Linked DNA regions of Mus musculus: regions 1, 2 and 3 are each linked to region 4. A link is a contact called in public HiChIP or PLAC-seq and promoter capture Hi-C data. All regions are on one chromosome and are shown on one strand. The core of a region is the stretch at or near the end of the contact, and the rest is flanking DNA. Distances in the headings are between cores, read along the strand shown. Region 1 holds the start of H4c3 (H4 clustered histone 3). Region 2 holds the start of H4c2 (H4 clustered histone 2). Region 3 holds the start of H1f3 (H1.3 linker histone, cluster member). Region 4 holds the start of Nkapl (NFKB activating protein-like).

The links. Promoter capture Hi-C pulls out the DNA fragments that hold promoters and counts their contacts. HiChIP or PLAC-seq counts read pairs in DNA pulled down with a chosen protein or histone mark.
Region 1: a contact with region 4 is called in a promoter capture Hi-C map of liver, with 7 times the contacts expected there. The contact joins the promoter of H4c3 here to the promoter of Nkapl in region 4. A contact is called at or near these places in 5 of 39 promoter capture datasets (cranial neural crest, hippocampal neurons, liver and 1 more) and 2 of 115 datasets of contacts at active chromatin or transcription factors (astrocytes and memory CD8 T cells).
Region 2: an H3K4me3 HiChIP or PLAC-seq map of embryonic forebrain shows a contact between it and region 4, with 4 times the contacts expected there. The contact joins the promoter of H4c2 here to the promoter of Nkapl in region 4. A contact is called at or near these places in 6 of 39 promoter capture datasets (the 3T3-L1 cell line, cranial neural crest, embryonic stem cells and 3 more), 2 of 115 datasets of contacts at active chromatin or transcription factors (astrocytes and embryonic forebrain) and 2 of 9 other capture datasets (adipose tissue and pancreatic islet).
Region 3: a promoter capture Hi-C map of liver shows a contact between it and region 4, with 7 times the contacts expected there. The contact joins the promoter of H1f3 here to the promoter of Nkapl in region 4. A contact is called at or near these places in 8 of 39 promoter capture datasets (the 3T3-L1 cell line, cranial neural crest, frontonasal cranial neural crest and 4 more), 1 of 484 Hi-C or Micro-C datasets (B cells), 1 of 115 datasets of contacts at active chromatin or transcription factors (astrocytes) and 3 of 9 other capture datasets (adipose tissue, liver and macrophages).

The regions. Positions count from the first base shown.
Region 1 is chr13:23,696,809-23,699,953 of GRCm38.p6, reverse strand. It overlaps H4c3 (H4 clustered histone 3), which reads left to right and starts at 1,496. Exons shown (of 1, transcript NM_178208.2): 1 at 1,496-1,870. The coding sequence starts at 1,505. The coding sequence ends at 1,816.
Region 2 is chr13:23,755,546-23,758,373 of GRCm38.p6, reverse strand. It overlaps H4c2 (H4 clustered histone 2), which reads right to left and starts at 1,437. Exons shown (of 1, transcript NM_178193.2): 1 at 988-1,437. The coding sequence starts at 1,353. The coding sequence ends at 1,042.
Region 3 is chr13:23,553,695-23,556,557 of GRCm38.p6, reverse strand. H1f3 (H1.3 linker histone, cluster member) reads right to left here and starts at 1,526. Exons shown (of 1, transcript NM_145713.4): 1 at 751-1,526. The coding sequence starts at 1,468. The coding sequence ends at 803.
Region 4 is chr13:21,466,908-21,470,034 of GRCm38.p6, reverse strand. It overlaps Nkapl (NFKB activating protein-like), which reads left to right and starts at 1,534. Exons shown (of 1, transcript NM_025719.3): 1 at 1,534-2,988. The coding sequence starts at 1,594. The coding sequence ends at 2,781.

The DNA of each region.
Region 1 (3,145 bases), core at 247-2,746, 2.2 Mb before region 4:
CCTATGCTGGGATTTTAATTCAGCTGATGAACCCTAGAATACTTATCTCCACCCCAAGAAAGCCAATTTTAGAACACTTGCTATTTCTTGGCAAACCTCAAAAGGAATTACCACAGCTACCTGGTAGCAGACCTCTGTTGTCTTCTGCAGTAAGAAGTAAATATGGTTAATTTAATTAATTTAATTTTTTCAAAATTAACCATAGACTTAGAAGTTTATCAGGAATATTTTGAAACTATTTTTTTCTGGATGTGGTCTTTGTAATTCATAGTTTTCTGGGGCCCCTGGTATAAAGTTTTTGTGGTGAACATATGTAACAAAAGACAGGAATTAAAGGTCTTCATTTTGGTCAGCAGGCTTTATTTTAAAAATTGTTACTAGCCATAATATTAATTCTATATTTTACTTTGTCTGTGTGAGTAGTTTGCCTGCATTCATGGGTGCCATTGAGATCAGAAAAGAGCATCAGTCTCCTGAAACTAGAGTTATGCATGTTTGTGAGCTACCATTTAGGCTCTGGGAACCAAATCTTGCCTTCTGGGGGAGTATCAAATGCTCTTAACTTCTGAGCCATCTCCTCTACATCATTGTTAAATTAAAATTTGGAATGCCAAAATCAACATTAAACCCGCATCGAGACTTACTGCTACTTACTCTTCTGCCTTTTTTTAAAAAGGGGGGCGGGGGTCGGATTAGCCTTGTTTTGACATCACTAATCATATCACAAGCTTCACCAGGACCTTGTAGACTTTGTAATGACCTTAATCAAGTATTAGCCCTGTACTGTAATTACCAGCTCTACAAAACACTTCTTCTCTTAAGGTGAGCAAGCCATGCTGTGATTAATAAGGGCTGGAAGGGAAACAAACTTGGAATCACAGCAGGTAGAGGATAACCGATAACCTAACTATTCTTTTGTAGACTTTCTCAGTTTTTATTAAAAAAGAGGATAGACGGAATCATTAGGTCTCTGACTCGAGATAGGGAATATGAAGTTTGCAGTTAGGGTGCTCAATTTGAGATGCCTTTTCAATGTTTATGTCTACCCAAACAAAACTGCCGGGAATAGATTAAACTTTACTGACATGGGACAGTCTTGGCATATTTTACCTCTGTTTTGGACATCTAACCTGAGTCCTCACAAAGAAACCATCAACTAATTTAATACAAGACAGAAATAAAAGCAAACGAGAAATGGGGATGTCTGCTTTGTGGAATGGCCCCAATAAGCCTTTCTTTCATGAGAAAGAATGGGGTCGGGGTGGGGAGGAGGGAATGAAGTTTTTCTGCAGGATTTAAATGTGGTCTTTAAGAGACACCGCATGCAAAGAATAGCTGGGGCTTGCTAGCCAATGAAAACATTCAGATTCCAATGACGCATCCTTTTTTCTCCACCCCCTTCCAAGACCCGGATTCGGAAACCCCGCCTAACGCTCTAGTTTTCAACCAGGTCCGCAGAAGGCCTATTTAAAGGGACGATTGCTGTCTCCCTGCTGTCATAACCATGTCTGGACGTGGTAAGGGTGGTAAAGGCCTTGGGAAAGGCGGCGCTAAGCGCCACCGTAAGGTTCTCCGTGATAACATCCAGGGCATTACCAAGCCCGCCATCCGCCGCCTGGCCCGGCGCGGGGGAGTGAAGCGCATCTCCGGCCTCATCTACGAGGAGACCCGCGGTGTGCTGAAGGTGTTCCTGGAGAACGTGATCCGCGACGCCGTCACCTACACGGAGCACGCCAAGCGCAAGACCGTCACCGCCATGGACGTGGTCTACGCGCTCAAGCGCCAGGGCCGCACTCTCTACGGATTCGGCGGTTAATCGACTAACAAACGATTTCCACTGTCAACAAAAGGCCCTTTTCAGGGCCACCCACAAATTCCTAGGAGTTGTTCACTTACCGAAGCTTTAATCGAGCCTGCTAGGTAGTTTAAGTGTTATTCTGTCCTATACTTATGTGGTGGGTAGTAATTATGCCATGCAGCCGAATATACCCTGTAGGTTTAACTGGGTAATATAACAAGCCCATAATTTTGAACTGTCAGAAGTTAATACTGAACGAACTGTTTTAGAATTATTTGAAGGTTTTCCACTGATCGTGTCACTTCTCAATCCACTTTTGATACCGGTCATTTAAGAGCTTATTCCCTTCTGGAGCCATCTAGAAGCTCAGGAGAGAGCAGGAACCATTGTATCTAAGCAAGGCAAAGGCTGATTACTACAGAAACTGAAGACGCTTAGCTGTTATTAATTGTATACCATTAATAAGGCCTAAGTACACATAATCTATATTAGGGACCACCTAATGGTATGTTTATATACAGTTTAGTTGTGCAGTGGCTTGATAATTTAAATTCTTGTGGGTGTGCCATGTTTGCCATCTGCCACAAGAGGGCGGCGTTATTTCCAGGAAGTTGGAGTCAGAAGCTGTTGTGAGCCAGCTGTTGTGTATTCTGATATACAAACTTCTTTTAAAGCATTAAGTGTTCTTGACTGAACAATCTCTCAAGCCACCTTACTATGATCTTTTGTCATTCCTCATACCAATGCCTAAAATAGTTTAATGTGAATTTAATATTTGTGGCACTCCATAAAACTTGATCACTTTAAAAGATGAGTTATTTTTGTTTTTTGTTTGTTTTGTTTATGTTCTTCAGCCCAGACTTCCCCAGTGCTTTTTTTTGTTATGTTGGGGCATTGAACTCAAACCCTAACATTTTCATAAAGAAGTCCTTAATTTTTAATATGGTTTTTGTCATTCTCCTGAAGCCTACATGCTATTCTCATAAAATACATAAAACATTTCAAAAATAACTGTTAGATCAATAGTATTGAACTATTTTCTAAAAGTAGAACAAAATTAGATCTTTGTTGACACATCGCACAACTGCAAAAACTTTAGGGTTTTGTTGTTGTTGTTGTTGTTGTTGTTGTTCTGTTTTTTTGCTAACTGCTTGCTTTATTTTTTTATCCATCACTGAGGAAATCCTAAAAATACAACTCAAGAAAAATAAATATAACCTCTAGCTTAAGCACTGAATATCTGGGTTCATAGTGGTCCTTTGAAAGCCTGGATGCCAGTTACTGCTGTTTGAAAGAGTAAGTTCAGTATTTTTTCAGAGTGGAAGCTCCTACTGGCGTTATCTCTAT
Region 2 (2,828 bases), core at 188-2,687, 2.3 Mb before region 4:
AATAGTTCTACCCTGTGCTATTAACAACAATTGTGTATTTTTTTTAGTGTTCCATTGTTAACAAGATGCAGTTCTAGGGCTGATGAAAGGGTCCAAGAACTAAGAGTATATAACACATACTGGCATATACTATCATTTCTGAGTCTCTGAATGGCACAGAACATATGCTGACTTCTGCATCCATTTCTGGAGTACTGGGATGACAGCTGTTGGTCAGTGTGTAGTGTGTTGGCTAAAACTTCGTTTTGGATGTAAATCAGTTTGTTTCTTCACGCTACAAATGTTACACTACATTGTGTTTTATGCCATTAATCTCATTTAGTTTCACTATTTAGTCGACTGTCAAAATTCATGGGAACAGAATTAAAGACCCATACCACTATATGAAAATGTTGAAGCCCTGTACATGGTGTCAGTGGTATATACAAAATAACCTGTATTACACATCCTTACATTTTATATTATCCTGGCATTACCTGTAGTAATTAATACGATGTAGATTTTATGTCAATATTTGTTTTAATGAACTGTTTGAAAGGGCTGGTCAAGAAAACATCATGTGTATCAAAGCTTCACTCTTTACTCAATTGTTTTTACCTCCAGGACCCGATGAGCCTGTTTCTTTAGTAAATTCTCATCTGGATGGTTACCTTTGTTCACCTACCCAAGGTTATTTTCAGGCGGTGGTAATGAGTCGTTGAACCTAGAGGTTCTAACACCTTTCCCCAAAATTCCAGGTTTTCAAGACTGTTTAACCGTCCTTGAACCAATCCTGAGAAAAGAGCCTTGAAGTGTCCTACTTTTAACAATTTGTACAAGGTGAGGCTGTACTTTGTGCACAAATTCAGCCTGGAGGGGTGGGGGTGGGGAATCTCAACTATGCTGACTATCCACAGCCTGAGTTAAAGCTGAAGCTATTAGTGAGGGCCGCTGCCAGTGTGGGGGAAGGGTGAGGGAGCAAAATGCACAGCTTTTTAAGGAATTCAGTGAGTGGTCCTGAAAAGGACCTTTTGTAACAGTTAAGAAAATCGCTTTAGTCCCTTAACCCCCGAATCCGTAGAGGGTGCGGCCCTGGCGCTTGAGCGCGTAGACCACGTCCATGGCGGTGACGGTCTTGCGCTTGGCGTGCTCCGTGTAGGTGACGGCGTCGCGGATCACGTTCTCCAGGAACACCTTCAGCACACCGCGGGTCTCCTCGTAGATGAGGCCGGAGATGCGCTTCACTCCCCCGCGCCGGGCCAGGCGGCGGATGGCGGGCTTGGTGATGCCCTGGATGTTGTCGCGCAGCACTTTGCGATGGCGCTTAGCGCCACCTTTGCCCAGGCCTTTTCCTCCCTTGCCGCGACCAGACATAGTTAAATTCTTACAAGCTTTCAGTAGGAAGCTGGTGAACTAAGAATTCGCTGTGTTATTATAGGCTCTTATCGGACCTGGTTGAGAACTTCAAGTGGGCGGGGACCAAAGGCTTCTTTTGCTCAGCCCATTTCAGGGCGGTGACTCTGGAGTACTGTATAGGGCACATGCAGACATGGAGTCTCTCAGGTTTCCCCAGATTTGAGTATACTGCTTTTATTATATGTTATATTGTTCTATAAGGATTTTAGCAAGGAGTTACATTTTTATGGACCAGTACCTGGAGGATTAAAACAAATACCCCTGTAAAGTATTTAGGTTTAAAACATCTTTTTAAAAAATTCAACAGGTGCCAAAAGACCATGTGATTATTGTTTCTTAAAACCTAAAAATTCAAATGTGAAAGATACTTTTAAAAATAAATTACAAGAGAATTTTTTTAATAGAAATTGAAATAGAATCGGTATAAGTAGAATTTATTAAAATTCTACTTGTCAACATAGGTCAAGCCCCTTTGCCTAGTCATATAGATGCACTTGGCTATTCCCTGTCTGGAATCCATTCATTGCTGGTTTGGATTGCTATATTTTTTATTAGAGCGGGAAAACTGCATGATGCTTGTATTCTATTTTGCCACCCCTACACAGTGTATGCTCTCGTTCAAAGTAATGAATTCAGAGATATTGGAACTGGTCATTTTCCTGTTCCCCCTTTATACTTATAAAACTTGTCTGATAATGGTGCCCACAGTTTGTTTGCTTGGGTACTACATTAGAAGAGATTGTTTCAAAGAAGTACTACATAAATATTTTTACCTGTTACTATTTGTGCTGGATAGTTTTATTCCAACTTGACACAAACTAGAGCCATCATACAGGAGGAACCTCATTTGAAAAAATTCCTCCATAAAATGAATCTGTAGACAAATCAGTAGAGGATTTCTTAATTAGTGCCTTATGAGGGAAGGGTCCTGCACATTGTAGGTGGTGCGGTTCCTGGGCTGGTGGGCCTGTGTTCTACAGGAAAACAGGCTGGGGGGAGGGTCAACATAGAGCAAGTCTGTAAGCAGCACCTTTCCATGGCCTTTGCAACCAGCTCCTGCCTCCAGGTTCCTTCCCTGATTGATTTCCTATTCCTCACCTCCTTCAGTGATGAACAGTGATGCAGAACTGTAAGCCTAATAAACCCTTTCCTGCCTGAGTTGCTTTTGATAGTAGTGTTTTATCACAGCAATAGAAACCCCAAATAAACACTATTTTAATACTCTTCCTAGAAGTATTTCCTTATCAGGTTATTATTTCCAACACACTATCAGTATCACCAAATGTGTATAAGGATTACATTTTATTACAGCATGTAATGAAGTATAGTGACAGATCTTGTTTTGTATTTCATGGGTGAAGATTTAAGAACTGTTGGTCCATTTCCCAAGGTGAATTAACAATCACAATGCAGCCATGCTACAGCTCAGTTTA
Region 3 (2,863 bases), core at 277-2,776, 2.1 Mb before region 4:
CCAAATAAGGGAGAACAGATAACCTCAAAACAATGTATGAGGAAGGAATGTGCAGAACTGTCAGTGGTGTTCAATTTCCTTACTAAAACCTAACCACCAGGGTATTAAAAAAGCTTCCACACTTATAGTGGCAATGTGATCAGTGCCTAAAAACTGCGAAGGTGGCTAAGTTTGGAGGAAATAGGAGCGCTTTCAATTTCTCGGAAAACACAATTAAAAATTCTTAGGACGGAATTCCAGAGCTCTGAAGTGAACAAAGGGGCGGGGACAGAGAAAAAACGCCAGCGTCCCAGTACGTAAATGTAAATCTTAATATCACAATCTCTGATTGGTGCAACACCCATGACTGAAAGTACGGCTTGATTGGTTAATTCTCAAAACCACCTTGTGTAGCCGGATTGGAAAACTTAAAACAGAGGCTCCAGCCTGTAGCCACTATTGTGAGAGTAGCTTCCTAGAGAACCCCCCTAATGCCTTATCACGCCTAGGCGACATTAGAAAGGACTTCCCGCCAAACTCTTGGAATATGAACACGTGTGTGGAGCACACACAGAAGCAAAAAACTGCCGGCCAGAAGTCCAGCTAGAGCTGAAAATGATACAATCTATCGCTCAACTAGAGTTTATAGATGCTCCTAAATGTACCCATAACAAAGTGCACAGAATTGATCTGCTTCGGAACACATAGCCAGAGTCAGCGGACATACCATGAGAAAACCAGAAAAAGGCTCAGCTCTTTTGAATGAGGTTGTGGGTGGCTCTGAAAAGAGCCGTTTGAGATTTTCAAAGCAGGACGCACCACTCTACTTCTTGCGAGGGGCAGCCTTCTTTGCCTTGGTGGCCTTCGGCTTAGAAGCTTTAGGCTTGGAAGCCTTAGCCTTGGGAGCCTTGGCCTTGGCTGGACTCTTTGCTGCCTTCTTGGGCTTAGCAGCCTTCACCTTCTTGGGACTCTTGGAAACTTTCTTGGCGCCGGCAGCCGCCGCAGGCTTCTTCGCCTTCTTCGGAGTCTTCTTGGCCGTCTTTTTGGGTGTGGCAGCACCAGTCGCCTTCTTAGGCTTCTTGGCTGCTCCCGCAGGCTTCTTGGCCTTGGCCGCGCCTGCCTTCTTAGCCTTGGGCTTAGCCTCACCGGAAGCCGCCTTCTTGTTGAGTTTGAAGGAGCCGGAGGCGCCGGTGCCCTTGGTCTGCACCAGGGTACCCTTGCTCACCAGGCTCTTCAGCCCGAGCTTGATGCGGCTGTTGTTCTTCTCCACATCGTACCCCGCGGCCGCCAGCGCCTTCTTGAGCGCAGCCAGGGACACGCCGCTGCGCTCCTTGGAGGCGGCCACAGCCTTGGTGATGAGCTCGGACACCGGGGGTCCGGACGCCTTGCGCTTCCCAGCAGCGGCGCCGGTCTTCTTCGCCTTCTTCTTCACAGGTGTCTTCTCCACAGGTGCAGGGGCAGCAGGCGCCGCGGGAGCGGTCTCGGACATGTTCTAAGCTTTACTAGTAAAGCAAAAAGTAAGCACAAACAGTCAGAGAAGGTTGTTCCCAGTGCTGCAGGCTCTGGGTTTATATAGAGAGAAGCTGCGTGGTGATTGGTTCCCTGCGCCGTGCGCCGTGCGCCGCGTTGCCAGAGAAAGGATCTTCAGCTTTGCCTTGTGGCTGTGTTTGTTGCCCCTCAAAAAAGTATAAAAATATAAAAAATATGGGCACGAAATAATTAGGGACTTGGGGGAAACTGATCCGAGAGCCTGTAGGCTACATTCTTGCCTTAATTTGTGCACCTATGTTCAAAATCGGCACCCTGAAACTTCTCTGATTGCCCCAACTCTCTTTCAAACTTGACGAAAATTGGGACAACTTTAAGGTTTTCCTTAAAAATACTACTTCTCTCGCGGTCATTAGCAAACTTTTGTTTCAGGACATGGTTCCTCACATTCTTATCATTTCAGGACTCTATGAAATAACTTGTTTTCACGGAAATACATAGGGAAATTTGAGTTTTTCGAGAAAGCAACAACACAAGCTTCCAGGGCTATCTGCACCAAGCTGTAGGAATTGGCACTAGATGGGAAAGCAGTGCATACCGGGGGAATGATTATTGTAGAAAATATCGATTGGATTTTTTAATGATATTTGAGATACCAGTGTGTAATTCCCCTTCGGTTTTCCTGTTTTAGTGATTTAGCCATTTTCTGGAGACGTGATGAGTCTGTGCCATCCCTATTGTAGATCAAAAGCTGAAAGCACATATTTTTCAGATTTGATAGAGAAATGTACACCAACTATCACATGTACAGAAAAAAGATACCTAGGTCAAGAAGGAACAGAAGTTTAGCAACTGGGAGCTGAAGAACAGTGAGATATAACCTGACTTAGCAACTCACTCCGTGTTTAGAGTACAAAGTTTACAGCTGTGTTATATGCCGTGTTTCAGGACCTGTGTTATGCAGCTGTTTCCCCTTGCCAACACTTATCACAACAGTTTTCTGCATATTTCCAGTTTTAAAATGATTTGAATTTCATTATTAAAAACAAGCAGAATGTGAAAGAAAATCTGTTTTTTAATTTCCATGATAGCTGCTGACCTCATTACATATATTACATATATAATATAGTCTGTCACAAACAAAAGAATTAGCAGGTGGTATCCACCAAAGGACTTAAACATTTCATAGTCAGTTATCATTATGATAACTGCAGCAAGAATAAAGTTTCTGGAAAAGGGATCAACCATGGGACTACAAACTTGAAACCATAAGAAGCTTCACTCATTCCCACTCATGACTGTGGAGGCTAATATCACAAATGTGGTTTTGGTCTTAACTCCAAAATATAATTACATCCTGAAAAACAGCAGATTATTCTCTGTAGTAAGGCTTGTA
Region 4 (3,127 bases), core at 285-2,784:
ATGCTCTGGAATTCACTTAGCTCAGAAACTTAAACTCAAACTTTAGTTCCAGAAGTAATTTAGGTTTTGCTTCCAATAGAGAGGAACAGGATTGTTTGCTAAGTCGCCAGCAACTGAACCTTTGGCAAGGCATACTCTAAGCAGTTACCCAACACTCTTTGATGCAGAATCTCATGATTACTTGGGTTTTCTTAGTTGCTGGGACTGCAGATCTGCAGCAGCACCAGGCAGCTGTCAAGTCCCATCGAGGCAGGTAGTTGGAGTAAAGGCAATAGGAATCCTTCACTAACTCAGCAGAAAAGATGGAGACAGGAATGGAAAAGGAATGGTGAGCCATGCGGTGGTAAACATATGACTCTAAGAAAAGATCTAACAAAAATCTAAAGGAAGAGATGTCTGTGTTCCATAGTTCTACTCCACTGGGCAAAACTGAAAGACGCAACCCAAATTTAGATTAAAATCAATAAATTTATTCTTACTGATAGTAAGATGGACTCAATCTTATGACCAAATTGGGAAACATAGAGGGCAATGGGAAGCATAAAGGTGGACATTACAATTATCTCCCTTATATGAAATCCGCAGCTGTGTGGGAAATTTGCTTTGCTCCCTTACACAGAGATAGAGAAAACGGCTCGTCCCTTTTCCCACAGGGAAAGAGGGTTACAAAAGCCAATTATCTCGTATCAGGCGCCCCATTCTTTCGTTCTTATCTCGCAGCAGTAGCTTCATTCTGTGGAGGATGCAGGCTGCTAGGAACTCATGCGAATCAACAGCTATTTTAAGCGATGCCTGGTCCAGAGTTAAGTTTTCTTATCCATCACAGTTCTGCTTATGAAAACCTTTAATCTTGGTGCTTGAGTGGTGCCTAGCAAGTTCCAAGCCAGCATATGCACCACTTAAAAATAAGCAAATAGAAACTTTATATGCCCCAGTACAGGGGAATGCCAAGAAGCGGGAGTGGGTGGGTAGGGGAGCAGGGCGGGGGGAGGGTATAGGGAACTTTCGGGATAGCATTTGAAATTTGAAATGTATATAACGAAAATATTAAAAAAAAAAAAAAAAAAAAAAAAAAAAAAAAAGCAAAGCAAATAGCCTTAAGGTGGTGGCCAGCACTTTTAATCCCAGTACCCGGGATGCAGAGGCCTGTGAATCTCTTGAGTTCCAAGCCAGCGTGGTCTACAGAGGGAGTTTCAGGACAGACAGCCAGGACTACACAGAGAAAACCTGTATCGAAAAAATAAAAAGCACAGCAATACAGACAGACAGCAGGACTCATTAATGATAATTCCTTTTGTTTCCCCTGGGGCTCAAGGTGGGGAATGTAAATAGTGAGAAGTGAAGTGACTGTCCACGCCCCAGAGGTTGAAGAGGGCTCTTGCGCAGGCTCTGGGCTGCTTCCCGCTTCCATCGGAGGCTCAGCGCCACGGTTCGGACTAGGGCTGCACCGGGCTACGCCCCGGAATTGACCCGCCTACAGCCCGCCCGTCTCTAGTGCGCCTGCGCTGTGTGCGGGTTGTGCGGGAGCTGCGTGCTCTCTGTGTTGTGACTTCTGGAATAACCGCCACCGCGGTGGTTGATTGAAGGCGGACCATGTCGCCTGTATCCCGATCTCGCCCTAATGAGGACACTCTGGGCTCTCAGAAACGACGACGTTTCTCGGAGAGCCCACCGTCGGCGTTACAGACTAGCCGATCACCTCGGGGAGGCGGTTTCGGCTCTCTCCTCAGCGGTCCTGAGGGGCTCCAGCCTCCGCGGGGTGCTCAGGGCGTCCGGCCACTGCATCCCATCAGCCGCCCCAGGTCTGGAGAACGACCGCTACCGCTGGGGATCCGTACGCTTGCCTGCTCTTCCTCTCCCATCTGTGGTGGATACCGTTACCACCACAACTATGCGGGAGATCCTTCGTGGGCTGAGGACCAGGAGAAGGAAAAGGAGGAGAGTTATAGGCAAAGGAGGCTGAAGGAAAGAGAGAGGATTGGAGAGCTGGGAGCGCCTGAGGTATGGGGACTGTCACCCAAGATTCCTGAGCCAGATTCTGATGAACATACACCAGCTGAAGATGAGGTGAAGAATCAGAAGAGTAGCAGTTCAGATTTCACCAATGAAGAAAAAAGGACAAAGACCAGTCATTCAACAAAGAAAAAAAGAAAGAAAAAGCCTTCCAAAAGGAAGCATAAAAAATATTATGACAGCAGTTCAGACTGTCATTCTAGCTCTGATAGTGATAAAAAGAAAGTTAAAACCAAGAAGAAAGAGAAGAAAAAGAAACATCGGGCAAAACAGCTCAAGAAGAAGAGGACTAAAAAAGAATACAATGACATAAGCTGCAAAGCTTCAGAAAGGGACTTGCCAGAAGATGCGTGGATGGAACAGTCGATGAGTGCAGAGAGCATGGATTTAATAGGCCCAGAAGCACCTGTGATACACACCTCTCAAGATGAGAAACCTTTGAATTATGGCCATGCTCTGCTTCCTGGTGAAGGTGCAGCAATGGCTGAATATGTAAAAGCCGGGAAGCGTATCCCACGAAGAGGTGAAATTGGGTTGACAAGTGAAGAGATTGCCTCATTTGAATGTTCAGGTTACGTCATGAGTGGTAGCAGGCATCGCCGAATGGAGGCTGTAAGACTGCGTAAAGAGAACCAGATTTACAGTGCTGATGAGAAACGAGCCCTTGCATCCTTTAACCAAGAAGAGAGGCGGAAGAGAGAAAATAAGATCCTAGCCAGCTTTCGAGAAATGGTGTACAGAAAGACAAAAGGGAAAGATGACAAGTGACAACCTGTTTGTTTCACTGTGGGACGTTTAACAACAAAGGCTTTGTATGGCCAAAGTAATAGTAAATGGTTTTACCATTTACCAGTGCTATTGTACCTACTGTGTTAGTAAAAAGCACTTTTTGAGATGTCATTAAAATTTTTTACAAACATTGCAGAAAAATGACTAAAAAGTTGAATGTCACTTCAGTCCATGATTTACCTCCCTAAAAAAAAAAAAAGTCTCTGTATCCTTCCATGGTTTTTGTGCATATACAAGTTTGTATTTTGCAAAATAGAAGTTAGTACTACTAAACTGAAAAGTGCCTAGTCCCCCATCTGCTACGGTGATTTCCCCCTAACCCCGT